Linked DNA regions of Mus musculus: region 2 is linked to region 1. A link is a contact called in public HiChIP or PLAC-seq data. All regions are on one chromosome and are shown on one strand. Each heading gives the region's core, a stretch centred on a gene start, on an enhancer-like site or on the middle of the called end of the contact. The rest is flanking DNA. Distances are from core to core; before and after follow the strand shown. Region 1 has its middle 36 kb from the start of Gm41474. Region 2 overlaps 4930578N18Rik (RIKEN cDNA 4930578N18 gene).

Evidence for each region. HiChIP or PLAC-seq counts read pairs in DNA pulled down with a chosen protein or histone mark.
Region 2: a contact with region 1 is called in a FOXA1 HiChIP or PLAC-seq map of pancreatic cancer cells. The contact joins two enhancer-like sites. A contact is called at or near these places in 1 of 484 Hi-C or Micro-C datasets (bone marrow-derived macrophages) and 1 of 115 datasets of contacts at active chromatin or transcription factors (pancreatic cancer cells).

What each region holds. Positions count from the first base shown.
Region 1 is chr16:75,715,797-75,721,955 of GRCm38.p6, forward strand. No RefSeq gene overlaps it. Among named protein-coding and RNA genes, the nearest start is that of Gm41474, 36 kb to the left of the region's middle. Within about 2 kb of position 1,800, at least 55 of the 459 cell types and tissues checked have an H3K27ac peak or open chromatin away from gene starts, as enhancers often do. A contact at or near this core is called in pancreatic cancer cells, where this site is marked.
Region 2 is chr16:76,145,974-76,151,915 of GRCm38.p6, forward strand. The region is part of intron 1 of 4930578N18Rik (RIKEN cDNA 4930578N18 gene); the gene reads left to right. Among named protein-coding and RNA genes, the nearest start is that of Gm22268, 16 kb to the left of the region's middle. Within about 2 kb of position 3,713, at least 17 of the 459 cell types and tissues checked have an H3K27ac peak or open chromatin away from gene starts, as enhancers often do. A contact at or near this core is called in pancreatic cancer cells, where this site is marked.

The DNA of each region.
Region 1 (6,159 bases), core at 550-3,049:
TATACCCAGGCGCCACTGGCTGGCATAGTGCTGTGAGCCAGTAATGGGGTCCTGGGCCCACTACCCCTCAGGGCATCCACACCCACTCGGCATGAAGGGGAAGATGGGGAAGACAGAGGCTGTGTATGGGATAGAACCCAGTTGGATCCTGAGTCAAAGAGTATGGAGGGGCTGGAAGAGAGAAGGCCTTCTCCAGGAGATTTAGGTGGAGGTGTCTACTATGGAGGCCTCCCCAAGGGTTCCTTGATGAAGAGATTTTTCCTTGTTTATTCAGACTGCTTTGTTTGATGATGGATGTGAATGCATATGCCTTACTCAGGGTGTACCAGGTATTAAATACCTTTTGCAAGAAGGAACGCCCAGGAAGAGAAGCTCATTGGCTGAATGCTTGGGGCCTATCTAGATGCTACATTAACATAGAGAACTCCAGGTTTTTATGCTACATGACTGATTGCCATGGTTCTCTCAGTGGGGCGCTGTGGTTACATGTTCCAGAGGGAGTAGAGTTAGGCAGGGAGTTGGCCCCACTCCTACTGTTCTCAAATCTGAGATTCACCAGGTTTGGTCTCATTCAACCTTACCAGTCCACTTATCCCACAGAATAACATATCTAAAGATGATAATATTTGTAGTTCATAGAAATATAGGGGAGTATGTTAGTATAGATAATATTTGCAAAGTTTTAGATAATTTTCAGGTAATCTTTAATTAATGTATAAGAATGTAAAATCCCCAAAGATATAATTAAGAATACATTGAAATGGTTAAAGAAGTCATATGTTCACAATCCTTAGTATCTGAATTTCTAATTCCGTATTAATTCAGTTTGACAATCACTGATTTAGAATAATAAGGAACATAAAATAGAATGACTTGTGGAACTACCTGGATTTTGAACAAACCCTGTCTGTAACGAATCTTCAGCAATCACATATGTGTATGGTGAATGAAGAAAGGGTAAAGTATTTGTCCATGCATCCTCTTGCCTGTAGAGATTTCTTCATTGTGTTTATTATAAAGCACTTAAAATTGTATAGTTCAATAGGTATCAGTTATGGGAGTTCTCTGATTCTTTGGTAGAATTCTGGGGGTTACTTATTTATACTATCATATCATCTGCAAATACCAATATATTGATTTTTTTCCTTTCCAATTTGTATCCTCTTGATATCTTAAGTTCTATTATAACTCTTGCTAAAACTCCAAGTACTGAATAAATATGGAAAGAGTGAACAGTCTCGATTTTAGTGGAATTGTTTTGTTTCTGTCCATTTAATTTGACATTGGCTATTGGCTTGCTATGTAGTGCCTTTATGTATTGTGTTTGGATAAGGAGACTGTATGCCTGATCTCTCCAAGACTTTTATCATGAAGAGGTGTGATATTTTGTTAAAGGCTTCTTCAGCACCTACTGAGATTATCATGTAGGTTTTTTTTTCCATGTTTCTTTCTATGGTGGATTACATTGAATTTCATATTAGTTCATGGATCTCTTAGGTCAGACTTTTTCCTACAAACAAATTTGAAAACGACATATCTTTAAAGTGTGGATCAATACAATACTTTTTTTGTTCCTATCATCTGACCATTTTACTTGTCTAATATTATACCAATAATGGCATCAGAGGCATAATCTTAGGTTAAAAAGAATATAAAGCCTAGCTCAGTGAGACAACTTAATTTTCTTATGTAGACAGCATGTTAATAAAAAAAAAATTAGAACAGGGCTGAGTTGGATGTCACAGAAAGGAGCAGCTAGCTCATGTCAGCTGTGTGTAGTAGATAAGAGTTGCATGAGCAGCCAGCTCACAGCAGCTCTCCAGCTCATGTCAGCTCAGTGGAGAGCAAATAAAAATGAAGTGCTATGTAATGATGTAAGGCTAGGGAGTGACTGCCCCTTGTAGCTAATAAAAACAGAAGCTCACAGCAGGCAGGAGGAAACCTTGATACTTCCACAGTGAAGATTGTCATACTATCTGGCTCTCTGACCAGAGGAAAACTGACTGCCACCCTGGCTGCATGGAGATGAGAGGATCCAGAGGAAAAAGCTGCCACCTGGGACACTCTGAGTAAGGGACAGTTTGAGTGCAAGCCTTTAGGCCACTTGCTCATTGCTCAAATACCCCATGCACGTGTTGTAAACTGACATTAGTCATTGTGGTGATGAGCCAGCCTTGCTTGTGAGTCTCTCCGCCACTTCCTTCTGAGTCAGGCACTCTATGCATGTGTTGTGAACTGATACTTGCCATTGTAGTGAATAACCCTTGAGATCAAACATTATCTGGACTCTGTCTCTCCTTCCCAGCCTTAAGCTGGTCATGGATCATGACAGTTGGCATAGTTGGCATCATTTTACCATAAGGCAAAATCCTGAGAAGGAAACTGGACCCTCTAAGGACCATAGTAGTCCCAATTATTCTAAGTTTCACCAAATTGGTAATGGCCTCTGGTTGTACAAAATTAATTACAGCCCAGGTGCAGAACTAGCCAGAGCTGTAAGGAAGAAAGTGAAAGAAGGGATCACCACCCCAAAGCCTACTGCTGTTGAAGCCAACTGCTGCTGAGGTGGTAGGAAGAGCCAGGGTGCAGGTTGAAGGACCTCATCATTAGCTGATCACCAATACTCTGATCCCAACTGCTGCATTCGAGGTAGAGAGAGTGAAAGGTGCAGGGAAAGAATATTACCAGCACCTGGATGCCAACTGCTGCCTATGTAGCAGGAAGAGGGGAAGGTACAGGAAAACCCATCCGAGAATGCCTAGCCAAATGCCTCATGAGAAGGGCAGATAAATTATTGGAAAAAGTAGTAAGAAAGCTACCCCCAAATTCACTTTGGGTAGTATATAAAAAAAGAAAACTATTAAATCTCTATACTCCCTAGCATATATATTAACATCAGAATGAAGGAACTAGTTAGTGGCTTCAAAACCACGGAAGGGAGTTCAGATGCCACAGATCCACAGAGAGAAAATGGTTTGGAACAACCAAAAGAAACTTGGGTTTAAGGAAGTGAAGATTGAGGTACCTCTAACAAATCCACAAGTAGTAGAGCCACTGCTAGAGCACACGGCTAGTAAAGAAGTCCCAGCAATACTTATGAAAACCATAGTGGACATAGATAAAGACAGCTAATATAACTAAGAAATGGAGGGGCTGGCAAACAATCCCATTAAAGATGTTACTCTAACCCCGGACCTAGGCAAGACAGCCATATCCCTCACAGTGACATCTTGGAAGGTTAATATATCTAGATGATTCATATTATTTGGTAATAGAGATGAGAAGCAAATAGAAATTAGACCATACACACCTCAAGAAATAAGTCAATTGAGCCAAGAATATGCCCATGATGGAATGAAGGATGCATCCTATAAGATAAAGCTCTGAGGAAAAAAAGAGCAGACACATAATGCTGTCAGAACTAGAGATGAGGAAAATTAAGAATATAGTAGAGAAAACCAGCAGTGTATGAAGCTTTAGAGAAAGTTCTAGACACTGCTTGAGACGATGTACACCCTCTCCTGGGCTGGATAACCACAGCCTGGATGTATATGCATTTCTATCCTTAGACCTTACACAATTTGAAGCAGCAGCAAAATGGAACACTTTCCAAGAAGAGGCCATTCAGCTAGTGAGAAAACTAGGAGTATGGTTTATATATAATGAAGTAGTTACACCATAGGCTGCTCCATTTTTACGACAATTCAAAACAATTTTAATTAAGGGGGAACCACCACACAAAAGAATTAATTTGGCAAGACGCCTTCAAAATCGCACAACTATTTCTGAGGTAATTGATTTCTTTAACGGATACAGGGAGTTAGACCAAGAAAGAGTAGTAACATTAAATATAAAATTAAAGCCATCTGAATTAAGGAGAACAACCATAGTTTTCAGACCATTTACAAATATTAGACCCTGTGGCAGAAAACTTGCATTGCTGTTTGTAAACAGTACCCCACAGAGGGGGTATACCAAGTAGGATCTTTTTGAAGGAACAAACCTAAGCCAGTTTTAGGGAACAGAAAGCCACCACAGAGGTGGCCACAGTACAAAGAAACAATCAGCAGCCCCATTGTAAGAAGGCAAACATGTATACCTTTCAACAAAAATCAAGTCACGTACCAAATAAAACCATATGTTATGTTGCCCAAAAGAAATAACAATGAGAAGACAATGTTAGATGGCTAATTGACACAGTGATGTGTATATATATATATATATATATATATATATATATATATATATATATATATATATATCCCACCAGACACTATAACAAGAAAGGAAAAAATAATTATACAAGAAAGGACAGGAGAGTCCATAATAACAGTATGTAAGTTAAAATTAATAGTATAGAACAAAACAATTCCCTTGGATTTTGCATGTTGCAGAGCAGCAGAAAACACTTTGAGTTTCTCAACAATTTTAATTTTTTTTTCTTGATTTTCTAAATTTTAAGAAGATTGCCATAGTAAAATGTAATCTAGCAGGAGTAAAAATAGAACCTATAAGGCTACCAACAGTTAAACCCTCATTTATGCCAAAATAACTTGTTAAAGGAGAAAGTGGGGAGATATCTGAAACCATTAAAACCCTACTAAAGGAAGAAGTAATTGAACCAACTCAAAGCTTCTATTTCAACAGCCCAATTTGGCCAGTTTTAAAACCAAGTGGTAAATGGGGAGTGACAGGAATTAATAAATTGTTCCCTAAATTGCCAGGATAATTGTCAGATATAGAAGATATTTTTAGCACAGCCAAAATGGCTGATAGGTATAGATTTGTCAGACATATTTTTTTTTTTGGCATACCACTGCACCCACAAATCAGAGAATATACCACATTTACTTGGCAAGGAAGAAAGAACTTAAGAGTACTACAGGGATGCATAACCAGCCCAATAATTGTCCCATATGTTCTAACATGGTCACTGGATAAGGTCATGCCAGCACCTAACTGTATTTTATATTCTTATGTTGATGACCTTTTGATAATAGGACAAGAAAAGGAAAATATACAAAATACAGTAGACCAAACCATATAAGTATTGAGAGATGATGGTTGGGACATCAATAAGGATAAGGTATTAGGACCAGATAGGAAGGTCAAGGTCTTGAGTGTAATGTGGTTCAATACAGAACCAGAAACACCTACAAAATCACAGGTAAATTAGAAGAGCTTAAAGCACCAACCAATAAACATGGATACAGCATCTTATATGATTATTTAGATACTGGAGGCAACACATACCATATTTACAAATCATTTTGCAACCCTTGAATAATATTATCAGAAAAGCAAATGATTTCATTTGGGATAAACCCCAAAATCAAGCTGTGAAAACAGTGCTAGAATATATAAAGGAATTATTTTAAGCTACAATACATTCAACCAGATGATATAGTATATTTAGACATACTGTATCTAAAACAGTATGGAAACTGGAATATCTTTGCCAAAAGAAATGGTAGAGAATGGCCAATATGCTTCTATTGTAAACACTTCCCATGGTCGGTAAGCAAATTCTCTTTATTTGAGAAAACAATTTGAACAGCATACGAGGCCTTAAAAACTTACCACAGTATGCTACAGAACTGTCATCCAGATCCTAGATTGGATCAAGCCACCAGAGGAAACATGGGTCGGTCTACCCATGAAAGGGAAAATACTACAACAGAAATGGTACTTAGCGGAGCTCCTTTGCTCTAGTACCCCATCTGCAAAGGGGTTGTGCCAAAGGCAACAGAGTCAATAATTCAGACTGACTGTCCTATGACTCCACAGGGAATATCAATCATCTCAAATGCCACCCCTGCCCCAGAAACAGGTACCACTAGGGCATTGGGGGACAGGAGAGTAGCATCCTTCCCTGGTTAATGCCTGGTTTATGCATGGTTCCACAACCAGTAAATAGAATATGGTCAGCCTACAGACTCTAGAATGGAATGGTGACCACAGAAGGAACAGCTAAATCCGCACAACACTCAGAAGTAGTAGCAACCATGCTATCAGTAAAGCAAAGCCTCAAAGAAAAATAAAAAGCACTACATTTGTTTCCTGACTCATGGTGTATAGCCCATACAATAGTCATACAGTCAGGAAAATGGAAAGCAGATGATTGGAAAATTAATGGCAATGATATATGGCCCGAGGAAT
Region 2 (5,942 bases), core at 2,463-4,962, 430 kb after region 1:
TTAATGCATCTCGAGAGAAAGATGATCAGCTTCTGGGGGAGGAGGCCCAGAACACAGGAAACTCGGTCCTTAAATAGACCACAAGAGCAGGTGGAGACGTATTTCACCCTGACTGGTTGCTTACCATCAGCCCAGATGATGCCACGGGACAGGCAGGGCACAAGGAATGGAAAAATACCCCAGCACATGCACAGACTATTTGTTTACCAGTTAGAACACCGGATATCAGCGTCATCTTGTAATGGCAATTGCAAAGGCGGCTCCTCACAGGAAAGGAAATTCTTACACTGTTGATGGGGATGTCAATTAATATAACCATTGTATAAAGGAGCCTAAAAACAAAAATATGACCACCATGTAGTTCAGGAATCCTATTACGAAGTATGGATTTAGAGAAAATGCATCATTATATCAAAGACATTTTACAAGTGCAAGTTTATTGCAATACTATGAAAAATAGCCTATAAGTGTCCATTAACTGACTAATATATAATGAAAATGTGATGGGTATGCATAATACAATGTTATTTGGCCATTAAAATTGAAATTTAGTCAGGTGTGGTGTCAGTAGACGTTAGCAAACCATACACAGAAACGTAAGAATCACATCTTCTCACGCAAGCTTCTCCTAAGAACTCTCACAGAAACTTGAGAGGAGAACTGTTAGTTACTAGAAACTGGGAACTATAAAGAGGAGGGATGTTATGTTATAAAATAAAATTCTATCCACTCTATTTTACCAAAGAGGACTCAGGAACCAGATGCTGGGGTGAAAAACCTACTAGCTCAGAGAGGCAGAGAAAGCATCCAGTTGACCTTCCCGTACTGACACACCAGAAGGAAAAAGCCCCTCCTCCTCCTCCATGCTGTTTTAAATACCTTTAACTCAATGTCCCTCCTTCCTACTTCCTATGTTCAATCCCTGCCAACTGGTTGCTTTTCTTCACTCCTTGAAAGCCCTTTGGATTAAATGTGTGACTGTGGAAATGGACATTGATAACCTCATTTAGAAACATGATAGTTTCACATAATATATTAATTTTATATAATTGTCTAAGGATGTGATATATCATATATGTACTGTAATATATGCTTTATATGTTATGTAAATATTTATATAAGGACTGAGCAGAAGGGTTTTGCAACCCCATAGGAAAAACAACAATATCAACCAAACCAACCAGACCCCCCTCCCAAAGCTCCCAGGGATTAAAACACCAACCAAAGAGTACACATGGAGGGACCCATGGCTCCAGCCATATATATGTAGCAGAGGATGGCCTTGTCAGGCATCAATGGGAGGAGAGGTCCTTGGTCCTGTAAAGGCTCCATGCCCCAGTGTAGGGTAATGCCAGGGTGGGGAGGTGGGAGTGGGTGGGTGGGTGGGTGGGTGCTTGAGTACCCTCATAGAAGCAGGGGGAGCGAGAGGGGATAGTAGTATTCCTAGGGGTGTGGGGGACTAGGAAAGGGGATAACATTTGAAATGTAAATAAAGAAAATATCTAATTTAAAAGAGAGAGAGAGAGAGAGAGAGAGAGAAAGAGAGAAAGAAGACCAAACACAGGAGGTCTTTCACCACCACAGATATGAGCAGCAGCACGCACGTCAGTAATCATATACACAGACCAAGCACTGTATTTTGAAATATCTTATGAATCAATGATCAAGTTAAACAGCAGAGAACTTTAATGTGTTGCTATGAATTAAGGCCAGAACCTTGTATCCCTAAACAAGGTGTCAACTACCAAGTTATATATCTCCAGCCCTAAATTATCTTTTAAATTTCATAACATGAAAACAAGAACATATCAAAATGTATATCTAGATGCTATAAAAAAAAGGTTAAAAGGAAGTGCGTGGTACAAAATATATATGTTAGAAAAAGAAATGTGTAATCTTTAATTAGAAGAGAACATGACCTCACACCTTTTTCTGTTCCCTCAGAGAGAATTTTCTTTAAGAAAGATATATATGTCCAAAAAATGGATTTCCCAAGCACATGCAAGGGCATTTTGAAGCCAAACACTGTAATCAATTAAAATGCTTTCCTAGAATCTCTGATCACCAGCCAAGCATCCAATTTAGGAACGACCACTTTAAGCATTAAACACAACTGCTTCCAATAGCATTTAACCTCCTTCCTTGGAAAGCAAGCATGCATGCTTCGAAACCAATTCACTCCTCCTTTCTTTCCTTACAGAGTAAGAAGAAGCAGGTAACCCAGAAAGAAATTAGATTCGTATGTAGATCATAGAAATCATAAGGTTATGGTCGTGAAAAGAGTGTCTCTGCCTTAGAGCAGCAAGTGTTCTAAGCAGAGGTTCCCAGTCTATGGGTTGCGTCCCCTCTGGGCATGGGATGATCTTCTCACAGGGCTTACCCGTGACCATCAGAAAACACAAATACTTAGATTACAATTCATAACAGTAGCACAATTACAGTTAGAAAGTAGCAACAAAAATAATTTTACGGTTGGAGTCACCACGACATGAGGAACTGTATTAAATATAGGGTCATAGCATGAGGGACAACATCAGGGACGTTGAGACCCACTGTTCTAGAATGCTAAGGTTAAAGGGGCTGCAAGGCCACAGGAGTTTGGAAACCAAACATAGGGCCCCAAACTAACCAAGGCAAGCTGCTGACGTAAGGCCGTCATCTCAGGAATGACAATGAGTGATCACAGTTGAAATTTTTTTAATTTTTAAAATAAGTGATTAATGGCACACCCCTTATCTCAATCTCCACTTTAACATATATTACTTCGATGTTTTTACTTATTTTCGTGTGTCTAATTGGTGTCCATAAATCTCTTGTATAAGTCCTCAAGTCCATGCTTCCTAGGCAATTGACACACATGGTCTGGAATTTTTTGGTTGGTTGGTTGGTTTTGGTTTTGGATTTGTTTGTTTGTTTGTTTATCTGGTTTATTAGAGCTTCCAGAACTTTCTCTAAGTCTTGCATGGAATGGACTTTAAAATCCCAGTCCCACTTTTCCCAAACTTTCTAAACATACAGTAAAGACCTAAGATGAGCTCACCACTGATTTGTGAGATTCATTTTTCTTTGTAGTTAGCAGAGAAAATGCAGAGGTCCTCACTGGAGGCCCGTGTGCTAAAATGTCACTGTGCAGAGTTTGTGGAGTGGCCTTTAAGGGATGCACAATCACCAGAGGACTTTTACAAATGGTACAGGCTGTTGCCTGCCTCTTCAAGAGTCAAACTTAATTCCTGAGAAACTGATTGGAAGAGGCAATAATAGCTTCAGAAGGTCTCAGAATGGATTGTAATTCACACAAACACAATGTTGACGGTACACATGCATGCAGACACAAACACACGTACACAACACACACACACACACACAAATACTCTTAGGAACCAATTACCTAACTTCTTCTCACTGCCTCCCCTATTCTTCTCTCCCCTTCTAGGCTGGTTACACATGCACACTGACACACACTTGTGTGTGCAGTGCATGTGCACACGCACAGACAAGCATCATGACAGCATTGGTCTTGAAGAGGAAAGACAGCAGGAAGAGAGCTGCAGTTCACACGAGCTCACCTTAGCAAGCTCATCCATCTGACTGACAAAGCTATGATGAAAGCTGAGGCCAATCCGAACTTTCTTTACTATTCTCTCAGGAAGCTGCACTGCTAGGCATGATCTATTTAGGCTGGGTTCATGTAAATTTCCCCCATTCTGCGGTAATTCCTCCTCACCAAGCATCCAGTGTTACTGTCACACACCAACATGACTGAGTCAGGTCCGACTCATCATGTTGACTTCCTGTGAAATGAAACAGCCTTCCCAGGACATTAAATGAGTGATTTACAAAGCCCAATGCTGGCAAATGCTCCCTGGAAGACGTCATTTCAGTTCATTCAAAGCCAGTGTCTGCCCATAATTGTCTTTTGTGTAGTCTCTTAGTCAATTATAGACATTAGACGAGTGTACTGAGTCTGTTCACAGTTTCCTTTCATATTCACATATTGTGAAGGAGACACACACACTCATAACACACACTCTATCTCACGCACACACATGTAACTTATCATGCTCCCCTGTTCACTGAAATAAGGATTTTGCTGAAATTACTCATTCTTTACAACTATACCACACCCTTCTCTGTGTGTCTGTGTATGTAAATGTGTGGTCTATGCACAAATATATTCATGTTGATGTTTGTGAACCTATGAAGAAGGTACTGTATGTTGATCTCTCACTCTTCTTCCCTTGAGACAGGGTTTCTTGCTGAACCTACAGATAGGCTGGTGGCCAGCGAGTCTCAGTGGTCTTCCTGTTTCTATCTTCCTCCCACAGACTTAAAATTATGGGTACATGTGATTTCTCACCTCTTTAAGTGGGTGCTAGAGACGTGAACTCAGGTCTTCACACTTGAGTAGCAAGCACTTCTCTATACAAGCCATCTCCCTAGCTCGATTACTTTATCTTTAAATAGAATAAATATATTCTTCCTAGGTTGTTTGGGACAATAACTTCTAACCTTGCTACTTTTTCCATCAAAAATCAACATTCTTCTCCATTGCTCGGCACCCACAGTTCTTGAAAACAATAATGTAAAAAAAACGTGATGGTCTAGGGCATGCTAGGAGAGATAGCCGGAATCCCTGACATCTGCCATTTGGTTCTTGATGGGTAATCCTTGTGAATCTGATAATCTACAAAGGCTAAGAGGATTGAAAGAAATCTAAAATAGTTTGCAAGTGTTCATCAGAATGACTGGTACATTTTTTGAAGGTCAAGGAAAAGCCCTATGACAGCAAGTACCGTTTTCCCAAGCCCTGAATTAGTATCAACAGTATTCAATTAACACACAACAATCATGGTGGGGGAATAGCAGACTGAAATGTGTAGTAAATCCTCAGTCATCTAAATTCGTTTGCTAAGGACTTTGGGATAATCCAGCAAAAAGCTAAGCTGAACTGCAACTCTGTACTCTGAATGAGGATTGAAATGTAAATATGTCTAAAATAACAATCTGCATAAAATGAATGTAAAGCAAGCATTTTCTAATAACACCAACAAATTCACCCAGAGAAGTGACTGGTAAAAAGCAGATACAATAAGAGAGAAAAGGAGTTGACTCGGAGAGAAAGGAGGAGAACGGGTGTAGTTTTCTGGGTCTGTTCCCTCTACATTTTATTTGGGGATTTCATCCAGGGGCAAACAGGGCTTGCACTTGCTCCACAGTGAGACTGTACTCCGTGCTACAGCGTTAACATGATGTGCGGATAGTTGAAATAGTTAAAGCATAGCTCCAAATTCAAAACCGTGCCACCGAGCTCAGCTTGGGTGCTGTGCCTTATTGCAGAGTAGAAAATATGCACTCTTACAAACTCTATTATAGTTCATTTCTACCCACCGCATGCAATGTGAAAAACCGGAGGACACAGCCTGTAAACAGACAGACAGTGAGAACTGAATCTGTAAATCTCTGGACAAGTTCCCAATTTACCCGGGATCTTCCTTTTTCCATGTTTCAAACACTGTCAACAATGGTAATTATATCATAGTACCCTTGAGAATTATATATGACTTATTTTGTGTGTGTGTGTGTGTGTGTGTGCGCGCGCGCGCGCGCGTGTGTGTAAAATCATATGTGTATGTATCTATAAATAAAGTACGTTAAATAGTCCCTGACATAAAGCAAACATTTAGTAAATGTCTGCTAATATTTTTGTAGTGATATAACACAAGAAGGCTGAACAGACTTGTATTATGCATAAAGAAGGAATTTTCTATTTTAAAAACTATATAAAATAATGTTTGTAATTAGAAAAGAAATATGGAAAAGAATTTACAAAGAGTTTAAAGAACATCTCCTCTGCGTGTAAATTTTCAGAAGACTCCTTTTTTCACCGTGTAGTGATTATCCAGCATGGAAATAGTATTTTTTTTTAAATCCGTGTCCTCCAA